Regions from separate parts of the Sus scrofa genome. Here region 2 is linked to region 1. Evidence: chromatin contacts called from public Hi-C data. All regions are on one chromosome and are shown on one strand. Each heading gives the region's core, a stretch centred on a gene start, on an enhancer-like site or on the middle of the called end of the contact. The rest is flanking DNA. Distances are from core to core; before and after follow the strand shown.

Region 1 (5,654 bases), core at 1,363-3,862:
GTGGATGGTGGCGGGGGCAGTTGGATACTGTGGATAAGTGAATTCTGCCCAAGAGGGACTCCTGGGTATGTTTGGCTCTTTGGAGAGAATGGTGAACTCTTTGGGACCTTAGAAACTTAGAAGCCTGTCTCACACCGCAGCTGAACCCTAGCCCTATATGTTCAGTATTATACTGTACTAGGGCTTTTGAAAGAGAATAAAAGGTACATTTACTGCTCTTGGGGCATCCTTAGGCTTGGTAAAATGAAGCTGTAAATTTCGACAAGTCTAAATGATAATTGAGGCAGAAAGAAGGTACTATTTTATTTAATTCTACACCTAACAGAAACCTAACCATTTCCAGCCAAGCAGTAGAAATAACAACAGAAACAGCAGTTGGCATTAATTGATTCATTCAACAAATGTTTAGTGGCTGCTTCCTATGTGTCAAGCACTGTTCTAGAATATAATGACCCACGCAGTGGACGCACAGTTTGCTCGGGTGTATCATGTAGGCATTGGGAATGCATCGGATACGACCCAGGCCCACTTTCATTTTAATGAGTTGAGCAGATAAAAATTTATCACTGCATGTCATCGTGGCTGCCTTGGAAGTGTGCTCAGTGACAAATGCTTTGAAGAATACGGAGCGATAAGTCTGGTGAGGACACCTGAAAAGAAGTGACATTTGCCTTCTTTGCATATCTTTTTTTTTCTGTGCGTCCTTCTGCTCTTGTCATCTTCTTAGGTGGGTTATTGGGTAGTTAAGGAGACTGTGGTTGAGTCAAGTCAGTCCTTTTGCTTTGGGACGTAAAATTCAGCTGCCTGGTTCATGGATAGTGTATGGGCAGCAGCATCTTCATGCCTCGTAGTTTGTTTCTTAAATGATGGCTAAGAGAGTTAATGATGCTAAAATCAAAACAGAGTTTAAATTGTGAAAGCAATTTCAAGCAGTTTAAATTTTATGTCATTTCAGTAGTTGCCTACTTCCTAGGCCTCTATGGCTTTTGAAATCCGTGAGTTGAAGATAAATGTCTTCGCTTGTGACATAATGATTTGTTTCACAAATTTTTTGAATCAGCCAAGCCTGTTTGAGTTGTGTCCTTATAAAAGAAAGACTTCCAAAATTCAAACAGGGGTTTTGGTTTTTTTTTTTTTTGAGTCAGCCCTTACTGAACTTTCCAAGAATTTCCAGGCCCTTGGGTTTAACACAAACTGTAGTTTAATGAGCTCGCCAGGTACTTTCAATCCCATTTCAAGGTTTACCATAGCTCTACTTGAGCAGTTTGGACATTATTATAGTAAAAGGGCAAATGTAGTGGGCATTTTATTCAGGCTGTTGCAGTAGAGAAAACTTTCATTAATGAGCAAAGTCACAAGGTAGAGAGAGAAACTCTGATAAAACAGGAGAATCATTTGAGAAGGTCCAGTTGGGTCTTAGCTCAGAATATTCCAAGGCTGAGTGGCCCTTTGCTGTTAGCCCTTTCTTGGAATACAAAAGGGTCACCAAAAAGAGGAGGCATGTCTTGAACTGGACTCCTTGCCTTGGCCTTGAAGTTCAACACTGTCAGAGTATACAGGACAAAAAGGTACTGCTGATTCCAGCTTTCACTTAAAAGCTTCAGTAGGTAATCAGAGAAGTGTCACTTATAATTAGTGACATTTGATCATAACAGTTTCGTGGTAGCTTGCCTCATTGTGCTCATTTGATGGTTTTAAGATAAAAGTACAGGATTTTTTAATCCTTACCATTTTTCTGAAGCTGAAATCTAGAGCAATGCTGTTGTTTATTCTTTCCTCTTCTTAGGTTAATCATATGATTTTTCTAGGAGTGGAGACTAGTTATACCTTGCAGGTCTGTTTGGGGTTTTACAAATTTGAATCCCAGCCTCCGTATGGATACAACCATAAATATAAAGGGACAGAGGCCTACTCTCTTAGCATTTTGTTGGTCTGCTTTCAGGAACTGTTTGCTATGGTTTATAGATCTTATTCTCTTGTAACATTGGGATTCTGTTTCCTTTAGGGACTGCAGGAAGCACAAGCTGGGGAATGATTTTACATAACAATCAGGAGAAAATGTTACTTATTTATAAGTTACTCAGGGCCTGAAGGCCTTAGGGTACAACACATAATGCAATATAGAAAACAAACCAATTTTCCTTGACATTTAGCTGTAAATTGAAATTAATTCAAATAAAATACCTGCGATGAAACACTTCAGCAGTGGAATTGTGCGAACTCCTCGGCTTTCTGGTTTTGTCATTTTAGATTTAACTTCCAAAGTGTGTCCTATCAACTTATTAGCTGGATCAAATCCCCCAGCCAGCCACATTTCCCTGTACTTTCTTTGTAGGTGAAAAACTACTGGAGTATTTAAAATTTTATGTGTTTGGTTCAGTGTGGATTGTATCTTTCCTGCTTGTCATTCCCTTGTGTCCAGCCCTGCTTCTGGAGTCTGTGCCGGTTGGGGAGATGAGGGGGGGTGAGGGGACCGGAGAAGCAGTGTACTGCTGGGTGTGTGTGTGTGTGTGTGTGTTCATGATACCATTTTTGGGTAATGGATGACTGCAAAACATCGAGGTCTGCCTACTTGTGGGCAAATGACATAACCAACAGCTTACTGAACGCCTTGCCAAGACAAATAGGATTGAGCTGTTCCCACTCCTGGCTGTACCCGCCTAAGCTGAATTTCATTCTGTCCTTGGCTCTGGCTTTCTCTAACCTGGAGAAACGTGCTGACATTTGGGCCCAAAGGGGAGGGAGGAGAGGACCAAAAAATAGAGTGTGGTAAATTTTTTTTTTTTTTTTTTTTGTCTTTTGTCTTTTTAGGGCTGTACCTGCAGCGTATGGAGGTTCCCAGGCTATGGGTTGAATTGGAGCTACAGCTGCCAGCCTATACAACAGCCACAGCAACTCTAGATCTGAGCCACATCTGTGACCTACACCACAGATCATGGCAACCCTGGATCCTTAACCCACTGAGTGAGGCCAAGGATTGAACCTCCGTCCTCATGGATACTGGTCAGGTTCGTTAACCATGGAGCCACCACCCATTTTTTTTTTTTTTTTAAATTAGGGTACAATTGATTTACAATGTTGTGTCAATTTCTGCTGTATAGCAAAGTGACCCAGTCATACATATATATACATTCTTTCTGGATGTAGTAAAGTTTTAATATTCCAAATCAGGAAATAAATGTTAAAGCACAGAAAAGGCAGAGAGCAAATTCTACCTGCATGAAGTTCAGAGGCCAGCCTCAGCAATCAGGAAGAGACGGAGGAGGACTTACAGTTTCTGCCAGTTGGACTGGTGCTTCGTGGGAAGTGAGCTAACACATTTTTTTTTTTTTTGCTCCCTCTCATCACCACCCTTTCTGACCTCTGGTGATCATCCTGAAGTCCCTGGGAGGGCACACAGGCCTGGCAGGAAATGCTGGAGCCTCCGTTGAAGAGCCCTCCCCAGGTGGCTGCCAACTCCATCCACACCCTTCCAGTGTCCCCGCCAGAGGCTGACCTTAGGGTCAGCCCCAAAGAGCCACCTAATGTGTTTTTCCTTTATGTAAAAAATAAATTGCAGCAGGGAAAATCTGACTCTTGAATTATGAGAAATACTGTTTTACTTTTAAAGAATTAAAAAAAATATATTATTACCACCCTCATGCTTGTTTCTCCAGCATGCCTTACTCACTGCTCCATTTAAGCACCCAGAGCAGGAATTGGCACATACCAAGTACCTGGTAAATTTTCATTGAAAGAATCTATGATCCGTAGACCACTGGCTTCAGAAGTTCCTGGGTGGTCGTTAGAAATGCAGATTATTGGGCACACTCTTGGCTTTGAGAATCAGAACACCTGGGAGAGAGGCCAGACAACCTGCATTTTAAGATAGGCTTCTCCAGCAGGTTCATGTCTGACCTCACATTTGAGCACTGCTGCTCTAACACAGCAACTATTTTCAGTTTTTCTATTGTAACCTGACAATTTTAGTTCCCATTTTCCAATCCACACTTCCCACCTCAGTGCAGCAATATCATATAATAAATATCCCCAGTATAACAAGTGAGTGCCAACAGTATATAATTCATACTTACCCATTATACATTTTGATGTTACCCAGCAGAACTGGCCGTCTCTGTATTACCTAACCAATTCCCTATTTTTGGATAATTCCCCCAATTTTCCATTAATCTCTGATGCTACAAAGAGTAAGTAATTTAGACACATAGCTTTGCATTTTGTGAACTGGTGGTTCTTTCTAGAAGTATTTTGCAGAGAAGAGATGGACTATCCCAACAGCTCCCTTCGTGGTCTTAAAATTTTTGTTTATTTAAAAGACTTTATTAAAATAATTTCAAACCCGAAGATGTGATTGATAATAGCAGAATTTATTGTGGTAATCACTCATAATATATACATATATCACATTATTATTACTGTATACCTTAAACTAATACATTTTTTCTCAATGATAATCTCAGTTAAACTGGGGGTGGGGGGAAGAAAACGCCAACCACTGCCACTCAAATATATGTATTTGGTACCTAGTTCAGTGCCTAGCACATAAATATATAAATATTTGTTGAATAGATTTCTGTATAAATGGATGAATGAACCAAAAAAAAATTTTTGAAAGCTAATAGCATTTATATAACACTTTCAGTCTCAGCTATCTTACTTATTCAACTAGTACATTCCTTTTATGGGAGAAAATTTGGGATCACTTTTCATTAAATGATATTAAGAAACTAGAAGTGCTTCATGGAGTTGAGCAAGAATTCCTAAGCACTTCCATTGAGTTAAGCACAGGTTTACTTGTAGGCTGAGTCATGAAGAATGTTTCTCTCTGAGACTTACTTTTTTCCATTTCAGAAAAAAAAAATTAGCTAAGATTCTTTAAGCTTTGTGATGCTAATCTGTTATTATGGGAAAAAAATAGGAGTTCCCACTGTGGTACTGTGGGTTTGGGATCTGGCATTGCTGCAGCTGTGGTGTAGGTCACAGTTACTGCTCGGGTTTGATCCCTGCCCTGGGAACTGCGGGTGCAGTTCTCCTTCTCCTTCCTTCTTCCTTCCTAGGGCTGTTCTTGCACCATCTGGAACTTCCCAGGCTAGGGGTGGAATCAGAGCCACAGCGGCTGACCTATACCACAACCACAGCAACAGCAACATCAGATTTGTGCCATGTGTGTGACCTACACCACAGCTCATAGCAACGCTGGATCCTTAACCCACTGAGCGAGGCCAGAGATCTAAGCTGCATCCTCATGTATTGGGTTTGTTACCGCTGAACCACAATGGGAACTCCCATTGATTTCTTAATTGCAGAATTTCTTGACTTGCATTGTTGTTGGGATATACAAAATAAACTTTTCTCAAATGTAATTGACCACAGAACCTTTTCTTTAGTACCTGCTGATCTTATTGCTGTCCTGCAAAACATCTGGGAATACTTTTCCTAAATGATGTTTTTCAAATTGTTTGGATAAGATTCATGAGTGATGGTAAGGAACTCATGATAGTAGGTTGCAACCAGAATTGAAGTGTACATACATGTATGATCACACATAGACACATACACACACACACACACAATTAGTGCATCACGTATGTATTGTGGAGTACTGTTTCCTGGAATTTTTTTTTTTTTTCCCCTCCCCAATGTGTGAGTATATC
Region 2 (5,654 bases), core at 1,135-3,634, 120 kb before region 1:
ATCACCAGTTAAATAGAAGTTTTAACTTAATAAATAGAACATACGGACTGACTAAGTGGAAGAGTCCAGAAGCAAGGAATGTCTGCTCAGATGTGAGAACCATTGCCACTATAACTGATCCAACCTGGGTGACTCTGGTTAGTCACTAGGTTTAAAAACCTTGACTATAGGACTTCAGCAGTTATAAGACTCAGCTAACATTCCTAATGGACAAAGCTCTGGAGCCAGGTTATCCCATAGGCAACCAGACAACCTATAAATTGGCTGCCCTGAGGTCCCATGCCCACCCCAGTCCATTCAGCCAAGGCCAGAGAGCTGGGGCTACTGGGAACCCACAGGGGCATTGATGCTTAGTGAATGGCTTGGAGCTCTTTCCTGCAGTAAGGTATTGTATGGAAGGTTCTCCCTAGAAAGGGGCTGTTGGTCCCTTATTTTTATCACCTGGAAATATTGAATGATCTAACATAGACATGACCCCTTCTACTACAAATCTGAGTAGATTCACACTGAAATAACTGAAGCTATTACAACTAAAGTCTCTAAATATTAATATGTCTAAATACCCACAGATGCCTGGTTGTTTACTGGACCTACTATCTTCTTCTCCAATGAACACATCATGATAGCCCCCAAACAGTCCCTAGTACAAAGTGAGTACTCAATAGATACTTGTTGAATCAATAAATGGATGAATGAATGAATCAGAACAGGGAGTCCATCTGGACCTAGAGATTGTCATACTGAGTGAAGTAAGCCAGATAAAGACAAATATCATATGATATCACTTATACGTGGTAGCTAAATAACACAGATGAGCTTATTTATAATATAGAAACAGACACACAGACATAGAAAACTAACTTAGGATAAACAAAGGGGAAAGAGAGGATAAATTAGGAGTATGGGATTCTCAGATACATAGAACTATACACAAAATAAAAAATAAAGATTTACTGTATACCAATAATGGAAATTATATTATATTCAATAATGGAAAATAATTTTTCCAATTATATTCAATAATGGAAAATAATTTTTTAAAATATGTATAACTGAATCACTTTGCTGTACACCTGAAATTCATAATATTGTAAATCAACTGTATTTCAATTTTTAAAAAATAGAATCTATTTGTAGGAAAAGGGTTAATGCAAAAAAAAAAAGCTAACAAAAAACAATATTTAAATTCTTATATTCAGGGCCTCAAATTTAAAATTTTTTATTCAACCACTTTTATTTATGTAGACTATTGTTAAAAACATTTTATATAGCTTTCAAATAAAGAAGCATACATAACAACATTTGTTGTAGCTTTGTGTAAAATATCTAAAGGTTACAGCCTAAATGACTCTCTAGAGGAATTGGTTTAAAAAAAATAACAGAATCAAAAAATTGAATAGCTTGGATAGAGCTGTTGAATCATTTTAAAAGAATTTCCTCAAAAATGCATGAAAGGTGTTTGCTACCGTGGCTTCCTTTCACTGATAAAACAAATTTACTCATGCTTGTTTGCAGGTAACAGTGAAACGCAGAATGAAAAATTCCTAGCTATATTGCCATATTTAAGAAGCAGCTTTTCCATTCAAACAAACAAACGAACTGAAACATAATATTGCACATCTACTGTATTTCAAGTGAAATAAAAAATAAAGAAGCAGCTTAAATATTTTCTGATATGGAACAAACTCTGAGATATATTTGTGAGAGAAAAGTAAGATGCTGACAGTATAAAGCACCATTTGTGTAAATTAAAAGGGAGATCTATGTACAGAATATCTTAAATGTACATAAGAAGCCTTTTAAGGAATTAAAATGTTGCCTCTGGAGAGAGGATCAGAGAAGAGTGGGATAGAAGCTCCCTGTTTCCTGTTTACCCTTTCATACTGTTGCCATTTTAAAGAAAACTCACATATTTTTACTTATTCAAAATTTCATTAACATAACAAGATGTTAACTCTTGGCAGATTTCACTTTTTTTAAAAAAATTAAGAAAAAATAGATCCTGTAGCTATTACACCTGCATTCCAATTTCTCCTACACACTGTTATATTATTTGGAGGACAGAAAATTGTTTCTGGATTTCTATCACCCTCACCATTTCAGACGATTTGGCCACTGAATCCAGACATCTCAATCTCAATAATAAACAGAATATATGGACTTACTTCAGGGAAGAGTCCAGAAACTGGGCAGGATTCAGGTGCGATCTGATTCTGAGGTTCACCATGTTTTAGGGGTTTCGCTGCTCTTTCCATTCAGTTCTCCCAACTCTGATCCCCTCTGAATTAGCACTGGCTTCAGACTGGCACGTTCTATTGGTGGCAAAAATCTCCACTGCTGTGCCAGGCTCTGTAACTGCCAACACCACCCCTCGGTCTGGCACGAAGGGAGCAGCTGTCAGGCATTACAAGCACAGCTTCCGAGCTTCACTCCAGAACCAGCCTAGGTCACAGATGCAGCCCTGCGTCCAGGACTGAGGCCAGGTGAACTGAATGGGTTGCACCTGGCTCCCTGAGCGGATCATTTCCCCGTTTCCACGGGGGGGGGGGCGGGGCTCAAATGCAAGATAGGGGTTATTGGGAAGGAGGAACGGGGGAGCTGATATGAAATATCAGGAACTGTCCCCCAGTGGGTGGTCTTCAGGTTTACAAAAAAGGACTTGGCTAAATTTCTCCACTTGAGTTATGCTACCCACTTTTTCTTTCTCACTTTCTTGGCAATCAGTCTACTGGATGGGCAACCACTATCTTAGATAACATCACACGTTTGTTCTTTTCTTCCCTCCCTTTCTTCCTTCCTCCGTCCCTTCCCCTCTCTCTTTCCTTCCTTCTTTCTTTCACTTTTGGCCACCCTGAAGCATATGGAGTCCCTGGGCCAGGGATCAGATTCGGGCCCACAATTGTGATCTACACCATAGCTGCAGCAGGGACTCCAAGGTGGAAAAGGGCCATGGGGACTCTGCTTCTCAGTGGGAGGAGACCTCCAGGGTTGAAGTCAGCTATTATCTATGATTTTGAAACAGAAATTACAGCTGTGAATACTGCCAAGTTTGCTGGCCTTTTCTCAACCCAGAATCTGGCAGAACCAAGGACTCACAAAATGTGAGCCTCTTGTTACCGTGGAGGCTGTCAGCTGGTTGTTAGATTGCTGGAGATGTTAGCCAGCCAGCCAGCCAGTCCATAAATTCAACCTGTGCCCTTTCTGGGGGGCCACACCCAAGATAGGAGCTGAGGATACAGCAGTGAAGGAGACAGGGTACCCAGCGCCCTCTGGAACTTGCTCCAGCAGTAAAGGTGAACAGTAAACATATTTATTAACAGTAACTATGGGAGTTCTGGCTGTAGTGCAGCAGGTTATCTTTGTGGAGGCCCCATTGGATTCCTGGCCCTGGGCAGTCAGTTAAGGATTGGGCATTGCTGCAGCTGTTGGTATAGGTTGCAGCTGTGGCTCGAATTTGATCCCTGACCCAGAAAGTTCTGTATGCTGTTGATGCAGCTATTAAATAAATAAAAATAGACAGTAATTACAAACAGCAGACACCCTGTGTGATTTGCCTCCCTTTCATACCCTCTAGCTTATCAAGGATGCTTTCCCCCTCCTCTGCAAGGCAGATATCTGGATCTTTCATGTCTTAGAACCAGCCCTGTTCCTATGCACCCCTTTGAACACACACTTTGTTGTTGGTGGTGGTTTTTTAAAGTCTGCATCCATAGTATATGTAAGTTCTCAGGCTAGAGGTCGAATCAGAGCTGCAGCTGCCAGCCCACATCACAGCCACAGCAACACCAGATCTGGGCCGTGTTTGTGATCTACACTACAGCTCATGGCAATGCCAGATCCTTAACCAGTGAGCAAGGCCAGGGATTGAACCTGAGTTCTCATGGATGCTAGTTGGGTTCATTACTGCTGAGTCACAGTAGTAACTCCCTGAACACACACATTGGACACAACTGTCACACACTTTGCACACAACTGTTCCCTTTACAGGTAATACCCTCCCTAATACTCCACAGCCTCATTCCCCTTTATGGGGTTAACCTCTCTCTTTGAATTTCAATTTAGACATCTCCTAAGAGGATCCTTCCCTCAGATATGATCAGGTATCTTTATAGGATCTTCCAGCCTGTGTTTTCCTCTTGGCACATTGGCTCTTTGGAATTAGACATCTCAGAGTTCCTGTCATGGCGCAGTGGTTCACGAATCCAACTAGGAACCATGAAGTTGCGGGTTCGATCCCTGGCCTTGCTCAGTGGGTTAAGGATCTGGCGTTGCTGTGAGCTGTGGTGTAGGTTGCAGACTCGGCTTCGATCCTGTGTTGCTGTGGCCCTGGTGTAGGCCGGTGGCTACAGTTCCAATTCGACCCCTAGCCTGGGAACCTCCATATGCCAGAAGTGGCCCTAGAAAGGGCAAAGATAATAATCAAATATCTCTTTGGGAGATATTTGATTATTATCTGTCTTCACAAACAGACTCTCTCTTCCAAGAAGGTAAAAGCAGTGTCCAGGATTGTAACCTTTGTATTTCCATGCCACACAAAGCATTCTCTACCCGAGGGGCTTTGCCCGTGCTGTTCCCTCTGCCTGGAACTCTGTCTCCCAGACAGCTACCTGCTCCACTCTCACTTCCTTCAGGTTTCTGCTCAGATAGGAACTTAGCCAGGAAGACTTCCTGGACCCCTTTATGCAAAATTACAGTCCCAACTCAGGGCATTATTATTCTCTTTTTCTCACCCTGCAAATCATCTATACTATCCAAAGACTATTTTCTTCATTTTTGTAGTGCACCGCTGAAATGTAAGCTCCATAAGAACAGAGCCTTTGTCCATTTACTTGTCTACTTTTTCCCTAGAAGCTCACCTGCCTGATAGGTGTTAGGTGCCCAATATACATATATTTACTTATGGCTATACCTGTGGCACATGGAGGTTCTCAGGCTAGGAGTCAAATCAGAGCTGCAGCTGCAGGCCTACTCCACAGCCATGGCAACTCAGGATCTGAGTAGCATCTGCGACCTACACCCCAGCTCACAGCAACACCGGATCCTTAACCCAGTGAGTGAGGCCAGGGCTCCTCATGTAGACAACATTTGGTCCTTAACCTTCTGAGCCACCATGGGAATGCCCAAGAAATATTCATTGAATGAAGGGCTGAACCAGTACCTAGTGCTTAGCAAACTGTTCTCACATAGCAGGCACTCAGTTAATATGTTTGAGTGAATGAAAGCCTGAATGAGGAGTTCCTGTCGTGGCACAGTGGTTAACGAATCCGACTAGGAACCATGAGGTTGTGGGTTCGGTCCCTGGCCTTGCTCAGTGGGTTAAGGATCCGGCGTTGCCGTGAGCTGTGGTGTAGGTTGCAGACGTGGCTCAGATCCTGCGTTGCTGTGGCTCTGGCGTAGGCCGAGGGCTACAGCTCCGATTTGACCCCTAGCCTGGGAACCTCCATATGCCGCAGGAGCGGCCCAAAGAAACAGCAAAAAGACAAAAGAAAAAAAAAAAGCCTGAATGAAAAAATATAGGTGCTGCTAAAACAAATACAGGACATTTGACCTAGTTGGAGGAGTCATATGAGGTATAGTGTATGAACTGGGGGCTTCAGCCATTTTGATTGTGTTAAGCCAACATAGACAGGCCTCAGGGACACTGGGGGTTCATT

What was found. Hi-C and Micro-C count contacts between places; a contact is called where the count stands out from the background.
Region 2: a Hi-C map of liver shows a contact between it and region 1, with 2.6 times the contacts expected there. The contact joins two enhancer-like sites. A contact is called at or near these places in 4 of 47 Hi-C or Micro-C datasets (fibroblasts, liver and mesenchymal stem cells).

What each region holds. Positions count from the first base shown.
Region 1 is chr13:47,468,084-47,473,737 of Sscrofa11.1, reverse strand. All of the region lies in intron 1 of MAGI1 (membrane-associated guanylate kinase, WW and PDZ domain-containing protein 1), which reads left to right. Among named protein-coding and RNA genes, the nearest start is that of MAGI1, 97 kb to the left of the region's middle. Within about 2 kb of position 2,612, at least 8 of the 83 cell types and tissues checked have an H3K27ac peak or open chromatin away from gene starts, as enhancers often do. A contact at or near this core is called in liver, where this site is marked.
Region 2 is chr13:47,584,826-47,590,479 of Sscrofa11.1, reverse strand. No RefSeq gene overlaps it. Among named protein-coding and RNA genes, the nearest start is that of MAGI1, 20 kb to the right of the region's middle. Within about 2 kb of position 2,384, at least 1 of the 83 cell types and tissues checked has an H3K27ac peak or open chromatin away from gene starts, as enhancers often do. A contact at or near this core is called in liver, where this site is marked.